Regions from separate parts of the Mus musculus genome. Here region 2 is linked to region 1. A link is a contact called in public HiChIP or PLAC-seq data. All regions are on one chromosome and are shown on one strand. Each heading gives the region's core, a stretch centred on a gene start, on an enhancer-like site or on the middle of the called end of the contact. The rest is flanking DNA. Distances are from core to core; before and after follow the strand shown. Region 1 holds the start of Wasf2 (WAS protein family, member 2). Region 2 overlaps Ahdc1 (AT hook, DNA binding motif, containing 1).

Region 1 (6,376 bases), core at 87-2,586:
TTCCAACTAGCTGGGTGGCTGCGGGAAAACTGTATCAAGTATTCAGGGTGTTGTATGTGTGCGTGTATGTTGTATGTGAGGATGGACCAGTGCAGGCCAGAGAATCACCTCAGGTGCTGTTCTTCAGGCAACTTTTACCTTGGTTTTAGTAACTGGCTCTCTCATTGGCCCAGTCTGGAGGAGCAGGCTAGGCTAGGCTGGGCCTGTGAGCTAGAGCTCTGCCTGTCTCTGCCTCCCCAGCGCTGCGAAGTCAGTATCATCGGGCCTGTTAGGCTTTGTTTGGAATCTGAGTTCTCAAACGCAGGTCCTCATTCTTTCAAAGCAGCACTTTACTGACTGAGCCGTGTCGTGTCGTGACCTCCACCCCACCGCCCTCACACCGTGCACCCTTTTTGAAAGGAAGCAAAGAGGGAGGCAGACGTGGCGGTAACAAAGCCTGCCTAAGATCCATTCTTCCACAAGAGGCCAATACCTGCTCTACAGAGATGCTCTAGTATACTAAATGTGCTAAGCCGGACTCGTCACGTTGTCACCCAGCCGCAGCATTTTGTATTCTATAAGTCACTTGGGAGTGTATTCTCAAACTGCCCACCTTCATGGACTGGGACGTGCCAGGGCCTACTGCATCTATTTTGTAGAACAAAGTGAGAACTAGGTAGGCAGCAGTTGTCCGAAGTTGCAGAGTGAAGTGACAGGTGTTTGGCTCACCTGACAGTGGCCTCTCAGAACTAGCTCCCAATCTCAGGATGCCAGCTTCACCCGAATACCTATCCTTTGGGGTGAGCTGAAGCCTATGACTCACTCGCCCCCACCCGACTTTCGGTCCCGCTTGGGACAAGGCGTGAAGGGACAGAACGATCTGCCACTTGAGGGGTGTCTACAGAAAGTTCATAGGCTCGGCCTGTTCTTTACACAAAAAACAGGCTGGCTCTCTGGACTCTAATAAAAATAAATCGTGTTTCAATACATGTTAGCCGAGGTCTTTCCCTGTCTTAGCAGATATTTTTGTACTTAAACTTGGGCGTCGATGTACCTTTAGTCCCATCTCCACTTCACTTGGTTTGTCCTCGCCTCTGTTTACTCCGATTGCGGAAGTCGCTCGGGTGGAGTTCCCGGGACACTACCTTTGAATACGTCTTTTGCGTACTTATTTAATTGGCATTGGATTCAGACCAATGGGATAGCTGGGGGCTCCGGGCGGGTGGGGCAGGGAGCCAATCAGAACGGTTGGCGGGGTGTGGCTGCGTCCCGGGGCGGGGAAATCGCGTAATGGCGGACTCAGGCCGGTGGAGTGCGGCTGGGGGCGTAGCGCGCTGAGGGGGGCGTCCGGCTGAGTAGCAGCCCGCGAAGCAGTAGGCTGGAGCGTTCTCCGTGGGGACGCGGACCGGCTGCCCAGCCCTTCATGTCGCTGAGGGCGACTGCGCGAGGTCAGGTGAGCAACAAGTCCCCCTGGGCGCGCCCGGCTGTGAGAGGCGAGCGCCGGCCCGGCCACCCCTGCAAGGGTCCGGTGGCACCGGGTGTCTGCTCTGACGGTCGCTGGTGCGGCTCGTGTGTTGTCAGCGCCGTGGCGACACCTCAGGGGTGGTGGTGACCCAGAGTGCCCTTCGGAGACTAGGGAGGGTCGGCGAAAGTGGCCCTACCACCAACCCACTGTGTGTTCTTGAGCAAGTCACTTCCGTCTTCGGGCCTCAGTTTACCATTTGTAAATAGACTTCACCGAAGCCTGTGAATTGGGTCTCAGCAACTCCCCGAGCTCCTGGACAAGTTCATCTCCAGGCTGAGCCTCAGTTTCCATATTTGGACCATAAAGTAATTGAGGTGCTCTTTGGGGACCCTGGCTGCTAGGCTGGGGGTAGGGACATTGTGGAGGAGTGTGTGAGCACGCGCACATGTGCACAGAATGAGCCCTACAGAAAGGAGCCTTGGCTTACGGGCCACTGGTACCAATGCATGGGTGCTACCCAGATCGTGACAGGGAAGGGCTAAGTCCTGTGGTCCTTTGAGATGAGGAAATGTTCATAGATTCAGAGATCAGGGGTTACCCTTGGCGTTTAAGCCCAGCACTGAAGAGGAAGAAAGCCAAGGAAAATGTTAATGGTTGTCCTACTATGTGCCAAACCTTAGGTATAAGTGCTTGTTTAGTTTTTCCAGCTGTCCTTGTAAGTTTACTGGTGAGGAAGTCAAGTAGGTTTCAGAGAAGTAACTTGCTCAGGGTGACACCGGAACGTGTGGCACTTACCAAAGTGAGGGTGTTTCCTCTGGGAAGCACCGGGCGCGCAGGGATAAGTTAGTGTTCTCTTACAAAGTTTGCTTTGTCATAAATGGAGGGAGGGGTCTAGCCTGGAGAGTTGATTTCACTTTTGGTGTGGAGACAGGCTAGGTCTTAAGCTCAGGATTATTAATTATAAGCCCATCTCCTTTTCTTGCTTTGTGACTAAGGAAGGGCCATTTCTGAGTGTTAAAAATCACTTCGAAGTGTGTCAGGACAGCAGAGGATTCCGTTTGAGTCCCAGGCAGGTGTCACCAATATTTGTTGTATAGAGACATGAGTTTTGACTCCAGGTGGTGTCATCAGAGTGTCTTTCTCTCCTCTGTACAAAGGCTACATTTTATTGGGAGGGAGAATTTATCCATCTGTTGTATAATTTCTTTGGGTTCCTTGGGGCTAAAGTTTCAATGGCCTGCCTGTGTTCAAGTGTAGCCTTTCTTTCTTTGTTCTTTCCTTATCTTGCAGATGAGTAAAGGCAGTGGACTTTGAGTAGGAGTAGCTGGGTACCTTAGCCCTTAAGTTTTCCAAACCGCCAGAGCTTTGGGTTAATCAAAATAGCAGGTCCAGCTGTGGGTATTGTTCTCATGTGCCAGTGTTAGGGAGGGAAATCCGAGGAGGAAGTTGCTGAGAAAGAGGGCGTTTCTGAGCTGTGGAGCCAATATGTATTTTCTTTGTTTGAAATTCTAAAACCAGAAAAGCAGCAGCTAGAGGAAGGAAGGAAAGGACTTGCAAGCCTGCTTCCTGTCAGGGAGCTGTAAGGACTGTCCCGGGCCATGTGGGAGGCACCGCTTGCCCAGAAAAAGGCAGTTGAGTTGGCTGGACTTTGAGAACGGTCTTCTAGATTTTAGAATATAGAATGAAGTAACTTTAGGTCTTAAATCTTCCAGAGTAAACGATTAAGGGACTCTTTATTGAGTCATCACTGTTGGTTCGTTGTCCCCATCATACTTCCCAGGCTTTGTCTGAGTTTTAACTGTGATTACAAACTCTGGGTTTTAACATAATCTGACTTTCCTACTAGAGGGTGCAAAGCCACCAGCACTTGAAAAATATGTTTGCCCATTTAATTATATCCATGTTGTCATTTTCTTTTTAATGTTGCTATTTATTTATTTATTTATTTATTTATTTATTTATTTATTTATTTATTTATTTATGAGTCTGGGTCTTCCTATGTAACTCAGGCTTACCTTGATCCCAGTATTTTCCTGTGTCAGACTCCCAAATGTTGGGATTATAGGCATCAAGCATTAGCATACTCCACTTGGTTTTTGACATTTAAGGTTTTTTTTTTTTTAAATGGTTGTGAATCACACAACTTATGTAGTGACTTATGTCCTCTGCCAGAGCAACAAGTGCTCTTACCTGCTGAGCCATCTCCTCAGCCCCTTGTGTCTTTTTAAAAAAATATATTTTATTTTACCTTTAATTGTCTGTATGAGCATTTGGCTTTGTGTGAATGTGTGTGACTTTAGTTCCAGAGGATCTGATTTCCACTTCTGATGTCAGGCAGCCTGCACATGCACACTGCACATGCATACATGCAAGCAAGATATACAGTAAATATTGTACAGCAAAGTTGATTTCAGTGTCTGAAAATAGTGTTGTGTAGAAAACTTTTTTTCCTGTGATGTAAAACTTTTACTTTAATTAAAATGTAGTCAGTGGGCGTTTTCTCTCAGATTCCGAAGTATGCCTTTTAGCACTCTCTCTGTACTTGTTTTGATAAAAGTACAATGACCCCCACCCCCACCTTTTTCTGTTTATGGTTCTGCTAAGCAGACACTCTTTCCAGCTGAATTACATCACCACCCTCTCTGTCCTCCCCCCACATTTATAAATAATAATTTGTAGGTTGTTTGGTCTTTATTTTCTGTAAACTCAAAGATTGGTGTTTGTAGGACTTTTTTTTTTTAAAGATTTTTTTAAATGAATACAGTTTTTTTTTAAAAGATTTATTTATTTATTATATGTAAGTACACTGTAGCTGTCTTCAGACATACCAGAAGAGGGAGTCAGATCTCATTACAGTTGCTGGGATTTGAACTCAGGACCTTTGGAAGAGCAGTCGGGTGCTCTTACCTGCTGAGCCATCTCACCAGCCCTTAAAGATTTTTTTAAATTACTATTATACATAAGTACACTGTAGGTGTCTTCAGATGTGCCAGAAGAGGCCATCAAATTTCATTACGGGTGGTTGTGAGTCACCAGGTGGTTGCTGGGATTTGAACTCAGAACCTTCGGAAGAGCAGTCAGTGCTATTACCGGCTGAGCCATCTTGCCAGCCCCCTGTTTGCAGGACTTTAGAGCTGATTTTCCTTCAGGGTGATGCTTAGTGTAACGTGGGATAATCACTAGGAGATGGAATCTGGGTCAAATTGTTTCTTTTTTCCTTTCTGTTTTTCTTGGTGTTTTGAGACAAGGTTTCTAGTAGTACAGGCTTGCCTGGACTTAGCTATGCAGCTGAGGATGAATTTGACGTCTTTTTTGTTTGTTGGTTTTATTTTAAAAAGATTTCTGTGTTTGGGTGTTTTGTTTGCATGCATATGTTTGTGCCTGGTGACATGGATACCCGGGAACTGGAGCTGCAAACAGTTGAGCTGCTGTCTGGGTGCTGGGAACTGAACCGAGGTCCTCTAGAGGAAGGAACGTCTAGTGCTACTAACTGCTATTTCTTCAGCCCCTGACCTTGAACTCTTGATTCTTGTACCTCCACTTCTAGTTCTGGGTTTAGAGACTTGTCTAAAAATAATTCTTGGTGGATTTTCTATGCCACTTTTCCCAAATAAACACAGGGCGTTTCTACATTGCTCTAGCCTCTTTTAGCTCCCAAATAAAGACACAGAAACCTGTTTTTTGTTTGTTTGTTTCGTTTTGTTTTGTTTTTCCCGAGACAGGATCTCTCTGTATAGCCCTGGCTGTCCTGGAACTCACTTTGTAGACCAGGCTGGCCTCGAACTCAGAAATCCGCCTGCCTCTGCCTCCTGAGTGCTGGGATTAAAGGCGTGTACCATCACGCCCAGCTTTTTTTTTTTTTTTTTTTTTTAATTTCTTTTATTTATATGAGTACACTGTAGCTGTCTTCAGACACACCAGAAGAGGGCATCAGATCTCATTACAGATGGTTGGTGAGCCACCATGTGGTTGCTGGGAATTGAACTCAGGACCTCTGGAAGAGCAGTTGGTGTTCTTAACCACTGAGCCATCTCTCCAGCCTGAGACCTGGTATTTTTATTAACAAGCTACAAGCCTAAGCTGGGAAGGTTCTGAGCTATCCTAACCTTCCAATGCTGTCCATTCCCATCCATGTGTCCCTTTACCTTCAATCCATGGCTTGCCCTGGCTTGCTCTGGTCCGTGTGACCTCACGGTGACTCCTTATTTGTTTTTGGCACTTTCCTTTCTTCTTCACTCTCTGGGACCCCCTGACCGGGATTGGAAGTCTCCCTATTCTCTTCTCTCAGCTAGTTGTCTGATCAGCTCTTTATTAAACCAATCAGGAGGTGATGGAGAAGAAAGAATGTTTACAAAACACTGAGACAGGTGATGATCCACAAAAGTAACATTACCAAAGTCTGGACATATTCCACTCTCTGGGGTACAGAGATCAGCATGTGGATAACACAAAGACCTTTACACAGTGCACAAAACCATCTCCCAACAGGCTTGGGCCATTATACCCAGGTTTTGTGGTGCTACGGATCGAAGCCAGGACCTCAATGCCCGCTAGGCAAGTGCTCTACCAACTAAGCTCATCTTCAGTCATATGATGTGTAGTCTTAGTTCTTCTGAGCTACCTCTACCATAGAATGAAGTACATTGTTTGACAATGAAGGATTTCTTCTCTTTGTAAGAAACCTCAGGACAGCATAGATTTTAAGAACTTTGTTCCACAGACTATGGGACCATTGTGTTTGAAGCCTTCATTCAGTTCATCCTCCGATTTGAAGGGCACCATGGCGTCTGTTAACAGCACTTTGACGGGGATGTAGAGAGGGTGTGGAATGGTGACTGGAAGCTGGAGGTGGAGTAGTTGTGGGATTGGACTAGGGAATAGGAGTGAGTCTTATCTAGACTACCCACTTTCTTCCATTTCATAAGGGCTGAT
Region 2 (6,551 bases), core at 2,659-5,158, 92 kb before region 1:
TTGGCTAACATTTTGTGACAAAAGTCCATGACTTGAGCTGGAGGGTCAGCGTGAGTAAGAGTGGCACCAGCGCCAAGTGCTTCTCCTGGACCAGGTGCTGCGTGTCCCGTGAAAGCTGCGCACAGCACATGGGACGGATACCATTATTCGTTCAGATCCGTAGCCCAAGAGGCCTACAGAGACTGCGTGACAGGCTCAGAATCACAGCTGCAAAGGAAAGACTGAGTTCGTCAGCTCGGATATTACAGTTAGCTCGGGATTCTAGGACCAAGCGGGGAGGAATGGCAGGGACCAGGACAGGCCTGGGAGGAGTCTTAAAGCCATGGAGAAGTTGAAGCCAGAGGTAGGGAAAAGGGCTGCATCAATGCCAGCTTAGCCCTGAGGCATGAGAGGCATCAGGTGATCCGGGTGAGGGCTGAGAAGGAACATCACATTTAGATTTCCCTGGCCTGGCTTCCAGAGTCTGCCTTGTAGAATCCTACAGCTAATGGTGGCTGCTGGGGAAGGGTGGAGTGTAGGCTACTCTAACTTCATGACCTGATTATGTTGAGCTGGCTGGCAGAGAAGGCCTTATCCCTGACCCTTTGACTCAGCTCAAGTGCTGTCTCTGGAATCTGCCCTCCCTCCCTCCCTCCCTGTGCCAAGGCCACTGAGAACTGCCAGTGGGCCTTGAACTCTCCAGGGGAATGCAGAAGTAGAGGCTCCATTCCAGAGAAGACACTTGGGGTCCGTTTGATGAGATTACAGTGGACTCTAGAACCCCAGCCGCTTGGAACCCACCCGTATTGGGTTCTCACTGGGCTCCGTCAAGGAGCACAGCCAGGAGTGATGGAGCTTAGCTCGGCAGGCTGGAATATGGGTTTGTGGGGAATTGGACTTGGCTGCCGAGAATAGGTCTTTTTGTAAGGAGTCAGATAGTAAAAGTTATAAGGCTTTGTAGGCCATTCATTCTGTTGTGGTACCTTGAAAGTAGCCTTAGACAATGCATAAACAGATGACCAGGCTGTGTGCCAGTAAAACTTCACTTATAAAATAGACACGGGCTGGATTTGGCCCATGGGCTGTAATTTGCCAACTCCTGGTGAAAAGCCTTATTCTTTCTGAAGGATGTGCAGGTTTTAAACTAATATTAGTGATCTCTGAGCAAATAAGTCTGATGTATCAGGCAGGTTGATCTGGAAGGTGATCTTGGACTAGAGTCAAGTGTGAGCACCTGTTTGTCATCCCAGCACCAGGAAAGTCCAGGCACGAGGTGAGATGTTGAGTCTGAGGTTAGCCTAGGCTCTGTAGTGAGCGCCACACCAGCCTGGGCTACAGAATATAGTCATGTCTCAAAAAGAAGCAATAACAACCAAAAATTTGACAGTGGCTGAACATACTTAAAAATCTCTGGCTTTGCCTAAATTCACAGAAAGCTGGGATGGGGAAGCATGGGGTGTTGAGATTTAGATTCCCCCCCCCCCATAAGGCTGTGGTCTGGATTGGGGAGGTGGGTGATCTGACAGCTACAGATATTGATCTGGAGTTGGCAGAATTTTGGTCATATACCAGAACATCATCTGATCTAGAACAGCGCACAGGATCTAGAATAAAGCACAGTGGAAGGAAGGAAGCATTTCCTAAAACCTGTTTTTCTTTTCTTTTATCCTTTTCTTCTTTTTTTTTTAATTTTTATTTATTTATTTTGAGGCAGGGTCTTACTGCACAGCTCTGTCTAGCCTGGACCAACAGAGATACGCTTGCCTCTGCCTCCCTGGTGCTGGGATTAAAGGCGTGCAACCACTTTTTTTTTTCCTAAGACAGGTTGTCTCTGTCGCAAAGGAGTCTTAGACTCCCACGTGCTGGAATTACAGGCATGTGCTGGGGGCTCTAAGGAAGAGAAGAGAAGAGAAGCAAAATCCATTCACTAATGTATCATATCTAACGCAGCACATCAAAGGTAGGGTCACCTCAGCATATCATCATTACAGGACTGCTGGGCTACTTTCCTTTTTTAATAGTAGGACTAAAGAAACTGCCGTGTATTTTATCCATCTCTCACTTGAGACTAACAGTGTTCTCAGAAGCCACGTGTGACAGGTGGCAGCCTTTTCTTTGGGACGAGGGTCCAGGAATCATGAGGCAGAATTATCTGGAATAAATTGAGTTGAAGTGTTGGGTTACACCTTTAGCCACTTTGCACCGGTATAGACTGGCCCAGCAGGAGAAGGCACCTGGGCTGTGGGTTGAGGAGAAAGGATTCCCCTCCCTCAGGGTTCTGACCAACTGGCCCCAGGTGGAACCTCTACTGCGGCTCCCCCGCCTCTCAGGGCTTTTTGGCATCGCCTCTGAGCACCGGTTCTTAGCTCCTTCCTTTCATCCCAATGTCACCTCTGACTCTGGAGTCCGTCCTGGCCTGGTAGGTGGGGGAAGGCAGGGTGGCAGCTGGACCCTTGGAGCAGAAACCCTGCCCCTCTAAGCCAGCTGCTGCCAGCCTTCCTGGACTGACTCTATGGAAACAGGGGACCCGGAGACAGAAATAAACTGCCAGGTTTCCGGGGCGGGAGGGAGGGTGTGATATGTGACTGCCAACCTTTGTGTTTCCTTGCTTGGAGTGGTGTGTGTGTGTGTGTAGGGAGCAGGAAGCATCTCCAGGCTCTGTGAGGATGCGCCCCCCCCCCACGCCCGCCCGCCCGCCCTGTGTCACATCTCTCATTTTTGTACCCCTTACCTCTGAGGCTGGGTTGAGTCCGGAATATGATAAACAAGTTAACTTCAGGGGCCAAGTAGTCTGAGACGAGCATTGGAAAGCAGAGTGCAGTCTTTGGGCTCTTGGACATCCAAAATGGTATCCATCTTTAGACCCTCTAGCTGTCCCACAGCAGGTGCTGAACCGACTCAACTGTTGCAGCGGGGTACTAAAGAGTTGGGAGACCTCTATTGGGTACCTACTCTGACACATTGGGCTTTAGTTTCCGCCTCTGTTTAAGGTTTAATTACTTTGTGTCAGTAATTAATATTCTGAAGCCAGTTTGTCTGACTTTGGGCTGTGCTGCTGTCAAACCTCTGGCAGGTCACTACTGAACCTCAGTTTCCTCCGGCAAGAAACACTGTATCTTTATTGGGACCTTAATGGAGTTAATGCTCTTTGATACTGCAGAGCCAGTGTGCATGTTGTTGGCCACTAATATGAAGTAGGCGCTAGATGTAAATGTATGAAAATACACTGTTTTGGTGTAAGGGACTTTTACTCTGAAAGGGGGGATTTTTAAATCCCTCTCAATAAATATCCCTCCCCCCTCAAAAAAAAAAGTTTTGCTCAGGAAAAGGCGCACGGCAAAGTGAATAAGGTACTCTCCGAATAAAGCCGGGTAGCTCATCCCAACTTACAGGTAAGGAAATCGAGGCCGGTGATTGGCCACTGGTGCTCGGCGGCGCTATCCAGTGAGGCCTGAGTCCGCCGCTGGGGAGGGAGTGCCCGGGCCGCGGGCGCTCACCGGAGGAGGGGCGTGCAGGTAGCGGGCGCCTCGCAGCCACCAGCCGCAATCAGGCGGTGTTAGCAATTCTGCCGCTCGACCGGCCGAGCAAGCGAGTCGGGCCGGGTGTCTCCCGGGCCCTCCCCAGCCCCGAGCCGGATAGAAGCGGCCCTCCCCTCCCCTTCCACGTGTCCCTCCTCCGCGGGTAGCCGAGGGCCCCGGCTAGCGGGACGGGGGCCAGGAAAAAGCCGAAAACAGCGCGGCCGGGCCGCTCCCCTCCCGCTCAAAATAGCCCCCGGCCGGGGCTGCCACGCATTCCGCCGTCCCCGGGGCGCGGGAAGGAGCGGCGGGCCGGGCGACGTGGCTGCCTCGCCGAGTGGGACTGGGTGGGGGCGAGGGCGGGCCGCGCGGTCGCTCGCTCCCTCGCTCGGCCGGCCCGCATGTGGCTCTCCTTCGGGGAGCCTTGGCAGCCCAGGCGGCGCGCTGCGCCGGGATGATGGAGAGCTTCTGGAATTTCCTGCAGCTGGAGAGCGCGAGCGGCCGGGGGAGCCGGCCCAGCGCGGCTCGGGAAGGGGGCGCCGAGCCGGCCGACCCCCGCACGCGTCTCCGTAGCCTCCGCCGCCGCCGTCGCCGCTCCGGGGGTGGGAGAGGTTTCCCGGACCTCCCCCGGGCGAGGCGGGAGGCTCCCCTCCCCCGCCGCTCCTTCGGGGCTGGCGGGGGTCCAGGCCCGCCCTTCCCCGGCCTGGGCGGCGGACAGGGGCCAGGTGCAGGCGACGCCCCTCCCCCCGCCGCCTGGTTTCCCTCTCGGCCCCGTCACCTCCGCCGGAGTCAGAAGCCCTGCGGCCTCCTGGGGAGGGGGCGGGGGCGCAGGCGCGGCCACCGGGCGGCCAGGTAGCTCGAGGGGCGGCGGCGGCGGCAAAACTCCGGAGCGGCTTCTTTCGGCCGGCAGACCCGCGCCTCCTGCTCGAGCCGAGGCGTCGAAGGGCTTCCTCTCTGCCGAAGGCAGGCGAGGCCGTTCGCTCCCAGGCCCCCTTCTCTGGCAACGACCGAGCCAGTGGACCGCGGACGGCTGGGGACCATCCTTGATGATTTCCCCAACTCCGGCAGCAGCTTGCTTTGGGGCATAACTGCACCCTGCGGGTCAGGGAGTCCAGAAAAGGGACCCGGGAGGGAGGGCGTCCCGTTTACCGGAGCCCCGAAAGCCAGGGGAGTTGGTAAGTGACCTCTCAGGGCTCTTCCTTTTCTCTTTTCTTTTCTTTTCTTTTCTTTTCTTTTCTTTTCTTTTCTTTTCTTTTCTTTTCTTTTCTTTTCTTTTCTTTTCTTTTCTTTTCCTTTACTGTTGGGAGTGTGTCCGCGCGCGCGTGTGTGTTCAGAGATTACTTTCCCCACAACTTTGCCTGATTCTAGTACCGTTTGGTAAAGTGCGGATGGAAACGGATGAACCGTTTGGCCACTCCCAGCCGAAGGCTCTGATTCAGTTACAATTCCCGCCCCCACCGAGCTCACCGCGCCGCGTTAAACCGAAGCATCGGTGGTAGTAGGCATGGTTTGATTCTTTCTCTGCCCTGCACTGTTCAGTGTCTTTGGGCAAGTCTCTTTACTCCTTTACCTTTGACTTTTCTGAAAAAACTAGGCCTTGTGGGGCTTAAAGTTGCACATGTAAGGCAATTAGTGTGGGGCCAACTCAGTAAGGACACCTGAGTACCAGCAGTCGCTTTCAGGAGGATAGAGGCCACCCTTAAAGCATTAATCCCATCTGCCTTCCACTGGCCCCTGTATAATGTGGTTTCCCAAGGTAATCAGTGTCTCGTGAGAAGGGGATGGAGAGGGAGAGCCGTTGGCGTCATTGAGTGTTCATTTATTCATTAAACCCGTGCTTACTGTTAGGTTCAGGTAGATCTACACGGAGTAAGAGACCTTGTAAGTGCTGGGTGCTGGAAACCAGTTCTGGGCACAATGTATTAAATTAAAGCCCTTCCTCCCCAGCCTGCTCTAAGTGTGGACTGGAAACTGATGCCCAAGGTGGGGGCTGGTCTCCTCCGGATGCTCCCACTGTTCCGCTGGGGGGTGGGGCTGGCAGAGGACAAAGCTTGGCGTCTCCAGGTGTAAGGCCCAGACCGGCTTAAGGTCAGAAGGATTTTTCCTTTGGGGCTCCTTGCTCTCTTTCCACCCCACCGCCGCCACCAGATGCGCAGATTCAAATTCAAATTCCCCTAGGCTCCACTCCAGCCCAGGAAGTACACCTGGACCTGTTGTTCACACCTTCTCCCCACCCCCACTTACCCTGGTTCTGTTTTCTGTTTGATTGGCCTTTCTCCATTGAGAACGACTAGTATACCGGAAGGAGCCCAAGATTCCTTTCTGTAGGGCTGATGTTGAAGGACTTTAATCCTAGCACTTAGGAGGCAGAGGCGGGTGGATCTCCGTACTGTCGAAGCCAGCCAGGTTACACAGTGAGGCCCCGTCTCAAAACAACAAAGGTTACATTTGACTGTAAACTTGACATCTTGAACCTCAAGTTTGCCTTTCTGCAGAATGGGCTAGAGATGGAACTGCCTATCAGGCCCAAGGCCTTCCATTTAAATCCCCAACACCACCAATTATTATATATGGGTAAATAGAACTACCTTGAACACCTATCTCTTCAAATCATCCAACTCACCGTCCCAGGGACACCCTGGCAGAGATCTACTTAAATAATACTTAATGGGTACCCTGGAAATAAAGTGATTTTGCTTGAATGCTATGTGTATGGGCTAGAGAAACCTTTGGGTTCTAGCAATACTCTGGGGTTCAGGAACTTGCCCTTTGGCTGGGCCAGGAAGTCCAGCACAGCCCGCTCTCAACCTCTTTGGGAATCAGAAAGTGTTGCCGTTTGGGTTAGAGAGTAGGCGGCAAGGTTGTAAAACAGGTCCCATCAGAAGTTAACAACGTGCAAGCCAGACAGTGGTGGTGCCTGACTTTAGTCCCCAGCACTCTGGAGGCAGAGGCAAGTGAATCTCTGCAAGTTCCAGGCCAGTCTTGTTTACGAAATAAGTTCCAGGACGGCCAGAGCTACACAAAGCAATCCTGTCTGCAGAAACAAAAAATACACAT

The links. HiChIP or PLAC-seq counts read pairs in DNA pulled down with a chosen protein or histone mark.
Region 2: a contact with region 1 is called in an H3K4me3 HiChIP or PLAC-seq map of embryonic stem cells, with 6 times the contacts expected there. The contact joins the enhancer-like site here to the promoter of Wasf2 in region 1. A contact is called at or near these places in 3 of 39 promoter capture datasets (embryonic stem cells and neural stem cells), 6 of 484 Hi-C or Micro-C datasets (CD8 T cells, embryonic stem cells, nephron progenitors and 1 more), 14 of 115 datasets of contacts at active chromatin or transcription factors (the HPC-7 cell line, the SCID.adh cell line, bone marrow-derived macrophages and 9 more) and 3 of 9 other capture datasets (adipose tissue, embryonic stem cells and liver).

What each region holds. Positions count from the first base shown.
Region 1 is chr4:133,129,297-133,135,672 of GRCm38.p6, forward strand. It overlaps Wasf2 (WAS protein family, member 2), which reads left to right and starts at 1,337. Exons shown (of 9, transcript NM_153423.6): 1 at 1,337-1,432.
Region 2 is chr4:133,035,118-133,041,668 of GRCm38.p6, forward strand. The region is part of intron 2 of Ahdc1 (AT hook, DNA binding motif, containing 1); the gene reads left to right. Among named protein-coding and RNA genes, the nearest start is that of Ahdc1, 27 kb to the left of the region's middle. Within about 2 kb of position 3,909, at least 206 of the 459 cell types and tissues checked have an H3K27ac peak or open chromatin away from gene starts, as enhancers often do. A contact at or near this core is called in bone marrow-derived macrophages, craniofacial prominence, embryonic stem cells and 7 more, where this site is marked.